2 separate regions of the Delphinus delphis genome follow, and region 1 is linked to region 2. Evidence: chromatin contacts called from public Hi-C data. All regions are on one chromosome and are shown on one strand. Each heading gives the region's core, a stretch centred on a gene start, on an enhancer-like site or on the middle of the called end of the contact. The rest is flanking DNA. Distances are from core to core; before and after follow the strand shown. Region 1 holds the start of LOC132416410 (cytoplasmic tRNA 2-thiolation protein 1-like). Region 2 holds the start of CTU1 (cytosolic thiouridylase subunit 1).

What was found. A called contact is a pair of places that touch in the nucleus more often than the background predicts.
Region 1: a Hi-C map of lung shows a contact between it and region 2, with 6 times the contacts expected there. The contact joins the promoter of LOC132416410 here to the promoter of CTU1 in region 2. A contact is called at or near these places in 2 of 3 Hi-C or Micro-C datasets (lung and muscle).

What each region holds. Positions count from the first base shown.
Region 1 is chr20:6,300,642-6,304,378 of mDelDel1.2, reverse strand. LOC132416410 (cytoplasmic tRNA 2-thiolation protein 1-like) reads right to left here and starts at 2,079. Exons shown (of 3, transcript XM_059999776.1): 1 at 2,037-2,079. The region is part of intron 1 of LOC132416453 (a long non-coding RNA gene); the gene reads left to right. It also overlaps the pseudogene LOC132416878.
Region 2 is chr20:5,994,358-5,998,286 of mDelDel1.2, reverse strand. CTU1 (cytosolic thiouridylase subunit 1) reads left to right here and starts at 1,762. Exons shown (of 3, transcript XM_059999775.1): 1 at 1,762-1,797; 2 at 3,193-3,736. The coding sequence starts at 3,229. It overlaps LOC132416462 (a long non-coding RNA gene), which reads right to left. Exons shown (of 3, transcript XR_009517599.1): 2 at 2,503-2,591; 3 at 1,744-1,846.

The DNA of each region.
Region 1 (3,737 bases), core at 830-3,329, 310 kb before region 2:
AACCCCAGATGCCCAACCAGAATGGAGCAAATCCTGTTTGTAGCTTCAAAACAGAAGCTCAACGCTCCTTAGCATCTCCACAACTGCGACCCTAGTCTGAGCTGAGCCATGTCGCTCTTACTGCAGGAGGCTCCTCCTTGGTCTCCCCGCCCCACCCTCCCCTCCTCTACACACACAATTCTCCACAAAACAGCCAGTGGGATCCTGCCCAGTATCTCCTCTACATTCTCCCATGCATCTCATCTCACTTTCGTAAAAGCTTACGTCTGATGAGGCTCCCTTTTTCTCTGACCTCACATTCCACTCTCCTTCAGCCACTCTGGCCTCTACTCTCCAACACCCCAGGAAACACCTACCCAGGAAAGTGTTAGCACTGCTCTTCCCTCTGCCCAGAGTACTCTTCCTTGTCACTGGGCCCAGCAAGCAGCCCTCAGGACCCATTGGCCATGACCATTCGGCACATCCGTCACAGCTGAGCAACGCCCTCTTGAAATCTTCCCCCACACACACACCCTATCCCACCCCCGGCTTTGACTTGATTCTCCCTCGCTCTCCTGGTCTGCTTCCTGCTCAGCCTCCAGTCTCGTTTGGAGAGCTCTCTATGGTTCTCAGGTCCTGCCCAGCTCATTTTCCTTGTGGGTGACTCTGAATAATGACGTCCATCGGGCTGGTCCTCCAGATGCCCCCCTGAGGATCCCCGCTGGTCCTCTGGGATCCTAGGCGCCCAAACTGACCAGCAACCCTGCTCCCCACAGGGAGAAACCTGTGCTTGCCCAGCTGTTCCCTGTCTCCTGAGAGGACTGCCACTTCCAGCTCCTCCCCAGGACAAGACATAAAGTCACCCTGGACTCATCTCTCTTCTCCCCCTAAATCTATGGTCACTCGGTCCTAGGGGTCTACCTCCTGAGTGAGGAAGACCCTGGCAGGCGATGAGTCTGTGCAGACTGTCAGAGGCTCATAAGTCATGATACAGTTTTAATCTTATTCAGAGAGAGATGGGAGCCATGGGAGGGTTTTGCGTGAAGAAGGGATACGATCTGACTTGGGTTTTAAAAGTTTCCCTTTGGCTGCTGTGTGGGGAACAGGCCGTGGCAGGCAGGATCAGAGGCAGCGAGGCCAGGGAAGAGGCTATGGCAATAGTCAGTGAGATGATGGTGGCCTGGACTGGGGTGCTGGCAGTGGAGATGACAAGAAGAGGTGGGATTTTGTATCTATTTTGAAGGTAGGGTCCACGGGACTTGCACAGAACTTGGATTGGGGTGGAGGATGTGGTCATGAGGAAAGAGAAAAGGATGAGTTGGAGGTTTGGGCCTGAGCACCTGGGAGGATGATGGGACCATTTAGTCAGAGGGGAGCTGACCAGAATTCCATTTGGACATGTCAGATTTGAAGTGTCTGTTATGCATCTCCCCCTCGAAGACGTTATAGACCCCAGGATGGGTCAGGCGCCTCCTTTGGGCTCGCAGAGCCCCATGTATGCCCCCACCCCAACCGGATCATGACGGTATCCTTCGTGGTGACAGGCCTGTCTCCCCCGTTGTACTATGAGCTCACTAACGGCAGGGACAGGGTCTGCTTCGGCCACCACTGACTTCTCCTGCCTCGCACGGGATTTGGCACAGGGTCGGTGCTCAGGAAAGATCTGTAGGCTGAGGGAATAATAAATGCGCCCGGAAGACGAGACCCAGACCCCCAGGGATGCCTCCGAATCGCAGCTTTGTCGGAAGGACGGAGAGTGTGTAACATCATTCTATCAAAACAGAGGTTCCAGGACAGAGTAGGGACCTCCCGGACGTACCCAGTTGGAAGCGGGGGCAGGGAAATGGTCGAATTCCAGCCTGGGGGAGGGGATGGGCGAGCAAGAGACAGGCCGGACCGCAGTGCCCAAAGTGGGGATCCCGGTCAGAAGGCCTCTGCGATACAAGCGTTGGGAAATCAAAGGCGAGTGGCTTCACCCCCAGAGAGACCCTCAACCCTCACACGGCACCGCAACAAAGAGCGGGCGCTCACGAGCCGACCAGCTGGTGAGGAAATACCTGAGTAGAACGCGGTGCTGGATGGTCCAAACTGCCGAACACGCGGAACTCCGGCGCGGAAGTGGCTCCAGAGACTACGACTACCACAAGGCCTTGGGGGCGGTCTTGCCTACGACTCCCAGAACCCCATGCAACAGCTCCACCTGAAGCGCCTGTGGTTACTGGGCCCTCGGCCTTCAACTCCCAGCAGTCCCTGCTGCCCCTTGTTTCGCTCTGCCTACCACTCCCAAAATGCACTGCCTTGTTTCCGTCTGCGCCTGCGCACGGACAAGGGACGTGGGGTGTGTACTGTTTGCTGTGGTAGTAATCTGTTACCATGCAGGACGCTTAAAAGGCGAAATGGCTGTATTCGGATGATCTGCTTTAGTGGGATTATTATAGGCTTTTAGAGGGATTATAGAGCATATTATTTTTACCCTTTGAGGTGGGGTTGCGGGTGGGAATTGAAGGTGGGAGTGCGGGGTTTGGTCGTGGGTGTAAAAGGAGACAGCGCATGCGCAGCGCAGAGAGCCTGAAGGTGGGGGTTCGGAATGGATCTAGGCATTGCCTGCAGGGGTGGTAATGGTGCGTGTGGACGCGTAGGGTGGGGAGAGGGAGCAGTGTGTGTGTAAGCTGACGTCTCTGCGCGTGCATCAGCCCTAGAGCCTCCGACTTCTGAGACTGAGGGTTCCAAAGACTCAGATCCCTGAAACTCACTAGTCCCTAGGCCCCGTGTCATAGAGACTCGGAGTTCCAGTGACCCAGAGACCCAGACCCCTGAGACTTCAAGCAGCCGAGAGAACCAGGACTCCAGAGACAACTCTCCCCAACCAAAGCCCAGAGACCTGGAGGGTTCACCCCCAAGGCCCTCAAAACTGAAATCTGGGGGCCAAAGAAGACCAAAGATTCAGATCTCTTAGACGCAGAAGACCAGAGATCCTGGGCCTCAGAAACTGAGACCCAGGGTCCCCAAACCAGATCCCCCAAAACTGATGCTCAAAGGTCCTCACGATGAAGGGACCAGAGCCTCAGGGATCCCAAGACAGAGGTGCACAGCCCCAGGGTGTGCGGGTCTGTGGTGAGTGATGTCACGAGTGGCTTGACAGGCACTGTGGAGGCCATGCTTTCCTCATGACAGGGGAGCCATGATGCCTTAGTGTAAGATAAGATGGCCTCCATGAAGTCACCATCAAGGGTCATCATGGGCCAGTTCTTGTCATCACTGGCTCGTTGGTTCTTCTGTTGAATGGTCATTTCCTGAGGTCTCCTTGTGCCAGGCTGGCCCTGTGCTAGGTTCTGGTGACACAAGCGAAGTCACAGTCCTCTTAGCCCGCTGCCTGGTGGGGGTGAGAGAGTCATAGTTAATACAGGTGACAAAGCTTGACGTCGGTGTTAGGAGCTCTGGAAGCTGAGCCTCAATCACTGCTAGCCAGGGCATCACGGGAAAAACTTCAAGCAGAGGTTATTAGACAGTGTGCTTAGCACTTTACATGCACTGTCTTAGTTTGCTCATCTGTAGAATGGGGATGATAATAGCAATACCTGCCTTAAAGGGCTTATGTGAAGTCAAATTGAATTAACAACACCTACAAAGAGTGGTTTGTGCTCTAGAAAGTTTATTCCAGTTGCCAAATTAGAAAGAACTGGTAAAATGAATCTCCAGAGGTGGTGAATTTAAAGCATTTTGGGGCACTTCCCTTGGAGATCCAGAGGCTAAGACTC
Region 2 (3,929 bases), core at 513-3,012:
GTGAGTGGTGTGGAGATCCGCTTAAATACTTAAATAAAGAAACTTTCATAGCGAGGGACTAAAACCAACACGGCAACACCTGAATGTATACTAATTTGGGGATAGAAAACCAGGCACAGCAGAATGCCACTTAAGCCAGGGCCCCTCAGCCTCGGCACGACTGCTATTGGGGGCCCGGGTGATTCTTCGCTGTGGGAGGCCATCCTGTGCAGAGTATGCTTACCAGCATCCCTGGCCTCTGCCTGCCTGATACCAGTCACACCCTTCCCCTTGCACCCTCGTCGTGACAATCAAAAATGTCTCCAGACATTGCCAAATGTTCTCTTGGGGATAAACTCACACCCAACTGAGAACTGCCTTAGCTTATCTGTAGGTTGCCTGAGATTTTGAAATTCCCAACTCACGGCTTGCTTTAAAAGAAAACTTAGGCCTAGCCCCCCCGGAAAAGGCAGCCATGCCTGGTTATGAGACTTTAATGGACGAATATTATAAAAGTTTATGGCTTGGTCAATAAACACTTTGCTGTTAACTCATTTATTTTCACACACACTCTGTGAGACAGGTACTATGATTATCACCCCCATTTTACAGACGAGGAACTTGAGATGGTGCAAGGGAAGTGCAGAGCACCGGTGTCTGGCACGGGCTAACTCCTTATTAAGTGCCCCCAGCCCCCATGCCCTGGTTAGCAGCACCTGTGAGCTCTGGGCTCCTGCAGCCCCTGACATCTGGAACCTCCACATCAAACTGTGCCATCCTTATCTCCCCAACCAGGCCTGGGACACCTGTGTCCCAGAGAATAGGACCTGGCACACAGAAAGCCTCAGGAAATGATGAACAATGAGTGAACCCGATGACCAGGATTCAACCATTAGGTTCAGACACCCAAATGTCCCCCATCACTACTCTCTCAAGAGCTTCACAGGAGTAGAGACAAAAGGATCTCAGAATATAACATGCAGGAGAGGCGGCAATTAGGGGGCTGAGGGCTTGGACCTGGGGATCAGGGCGCCGGTAGACTCTTGGGAAGGTGCTCCGTTTTTTGGTTTGGGGGGACTTGTTCCCCGGGGAACCCTCCGTCTTACGGGTCTCACCTGCCCTCCATCCCGAGCTCTGCCTTCAACTCCACCAGGCAGGAGGCGTGAGCACTGGCTCCTGACCCAGGTGCGCGCATGTCTGCTCACCGCCTTTATGCCCCGAACCCGCGTGGAGAACCGCAAACCACTACTTTTCGGCTCCGCGCAAGCATAACGCCCCCAGCCCGCACGACGGCGGTCCTCGGCCGGGGCGCACACCCGCTCTCACGTCAGCGGGGGCGCGCGCAAGAACCCAAACTGTATCCCCGATCCTTGGAACCGGTCCACCGCCCTCGCTACCTCTCCCTTTCGCACCCCTATCCCCTTCGTACCCCGCCCTGACGCCTCTCCACCCCCACCACAAACTCTACCATGCTCCCACAAGAGCAGAAAATCTGTGGAATAAACCACAGCGCGCAGCGCAGGTCAGCACCCAAATCACACGCCTCACCAGCTCCTGCGCAGGCGCACTCGGAAATCGAACCGCACTGGCATGGAGCACTCTGGGAACCGTAGGCGGGAACGAAAGACACCACCGCGAGGATCGCCGGGAGTTGTAGGCCCAGCTTGTCCGAGAGCCATAAGCGCTCCAGGCCGAACCGCCGCACGGGCACCTGGGAGTCATTCGCGGGTTGACCCAAAGCTTTCTGGGAGTCGTAGTTATCTTACCTGCTTCCGCGTTTTCTCTGAGCCTGGACCGTCCGGCGCGGGCTCTACTCAGGTGAGTGCCTCCTCCCGCGGCGGGTCGATCTCGGCCCTTGGTCGTGCTGCTGTGGAGGAGTTGATGGTCTCCATATTTCTCTCCCACGCATTCGGTAGGCATCCCTCGGGAGATGGCACTCCCCTCCGTGATCCCCCCAAAGCCGGTCTACCGCCGGCCCTCCACGCGGGAGTGCCCTAAGCCTCTGGTGTCCCTGCTGACCCGCTTTGGACTCTGCCGGCCGGGTCTGACTCCTTGTTCCCACCGCCCAAGCTGCGTGCGGTACGAGCGCACCCTCTTCTGTCCTGATTACAACTTTAGAGTGGTCAGGGCTGGCCTTCGGTGAGGGTCCGACGGCCGTGGAAGCCCAGAGGAGGCGCCAGACCCAGGCCAGAGTTCTGGTAAGACTTGCAGAGCAAAGGACCTCAAATCTTGCCATGCCCAAAAAAAATTCCAGATTCTTTGCCATAAACTTACTCCTCTTACAGTATTTCCCCAGTCTTCCCTAACCCCCACCACCTCTTTATTAAATGGTCCCACTACCCTTACAAGTGCTCAAGTCAAAACAAAAGTTGGAGTTGTCATGAGTCGTCTGTTTCATCCACTGCCATCCCCCAAGACTTGGCAGAGTCCCATCTACTCCGTCTCCGGAAGCGATCCAAAATCTGACCACTTCTCTCCAATGCCACTGTCTCCACTCTGCTCCGAGCTACCACCGCCGCTTACCTGGGTCACTGAAGGAGCCTCCTCACCGGTCTGCCCACGTCTGTCCTTGCCACTCTCCACCCCTCTATTCACACGCAGCCCAAGGGATCCTGTTAAAATAGAAATTAGATCCTGTGACTATACAGCTTAAAACCATCCAACGGTTCCTGTTTCACTCAGAATAAAGTCCAAGCTCCTCACCCTGCCAATCTCCAAGCCCCCGACCCTCTCCAGTCTTGAACCACCAACACACCTTCCACCCAAAAGAACACAGACAGGACCTGCCCTTTCAGGTCCTTTGCATTTGGTATTAACTCTATCCGGAAAATTCTTACCACCTTGATCTAATGCCTAACTCCTTCTCTTCCTTCTGGTCTCAGCTCAGAGAGTAACCTATTTATATCTGAAAACTATTTTGGGTCGGCTCCTCCACTAGAACTTAGTGCCTGCAACCCTTCCTGTTTTACTCCCTGCTGTGTCCCCAGTGCCTAACCAATGTTGGGCACTTTGGAGGCACTGAGTGGATATTTGTTGAACAAATGAATGAAAGCTTAAACTGAGACTTGAAGGTGCCAGGCCTGCACAGCGCTGGGGGAAGACTGTTCCAGACAATGGGCTTACTCTGGGCATTATTTAGGCAGCCTGCCGGGAGGCAACGACCCCTTAATCCGGAATCCACGTGTAACCCGCCTCCCCTCTCCACCCATCCAGGAGAAGCCAACCCTCCTGCCTCGCCAGGACCCCGCGATGCCCGCCCCGCAGTGCGCCTCCTGCCACAAGGCGCGAGCCGCCCTCCGCCGTCCGCGCTCGGGCCAGGCGCTGTGCACCACCTGCTTCTGCGCCGCCTTCGAGGCCGAGGTGCTGCACACGGTGGTCGCGGGCCGCCTGCTGCCGCCCGGCGCCGTGGTGGCCGTGGGCGCCTCGGGCGGCAAGGACTCCACTGTGCTGGCGCACGTGCTGCGCGAGCTGGCCCCGCGCCTGGGCATCTCGCTGCACCTCGTGGCCGTGGACGAGGGCATCGGCGGCTACCGGGACGCGGCGCTGGCGGCCGTGCGGCAGCAAGCAGCACGCTGGGAGCTCCCGCTCACCGTCGTGGCCTACGCAGAGCTCTTCGGGGGCTGGACGATGGACGCCGTGGCCCGCAGCACGGCCGGCTCCGGCCGCAGCCGCTCCTGTTGCACCTTCTGCGGGGTGCTGCGACGCCGGGCGCTAGAGGAAGGGGCGCGCCGCGTGGGAGCCACGCACGTCGTGACGGGTGAGCGCAGGCGCGGCACAGAGGGGCGCGGTGGGAGGAACGGGCGCATGCGCGGGCGAGGGGCGGACGTTGTAAGCCCACTGAGGCGCATGCCCCAGAGGTCGTAAAGGAGACTGCGTATATCCTAATTGGAGACGCCAAAAAAGGAGGAGTGGCTGTGCATGCACACTGAAGGTTCATAGTGTGTGCGTGT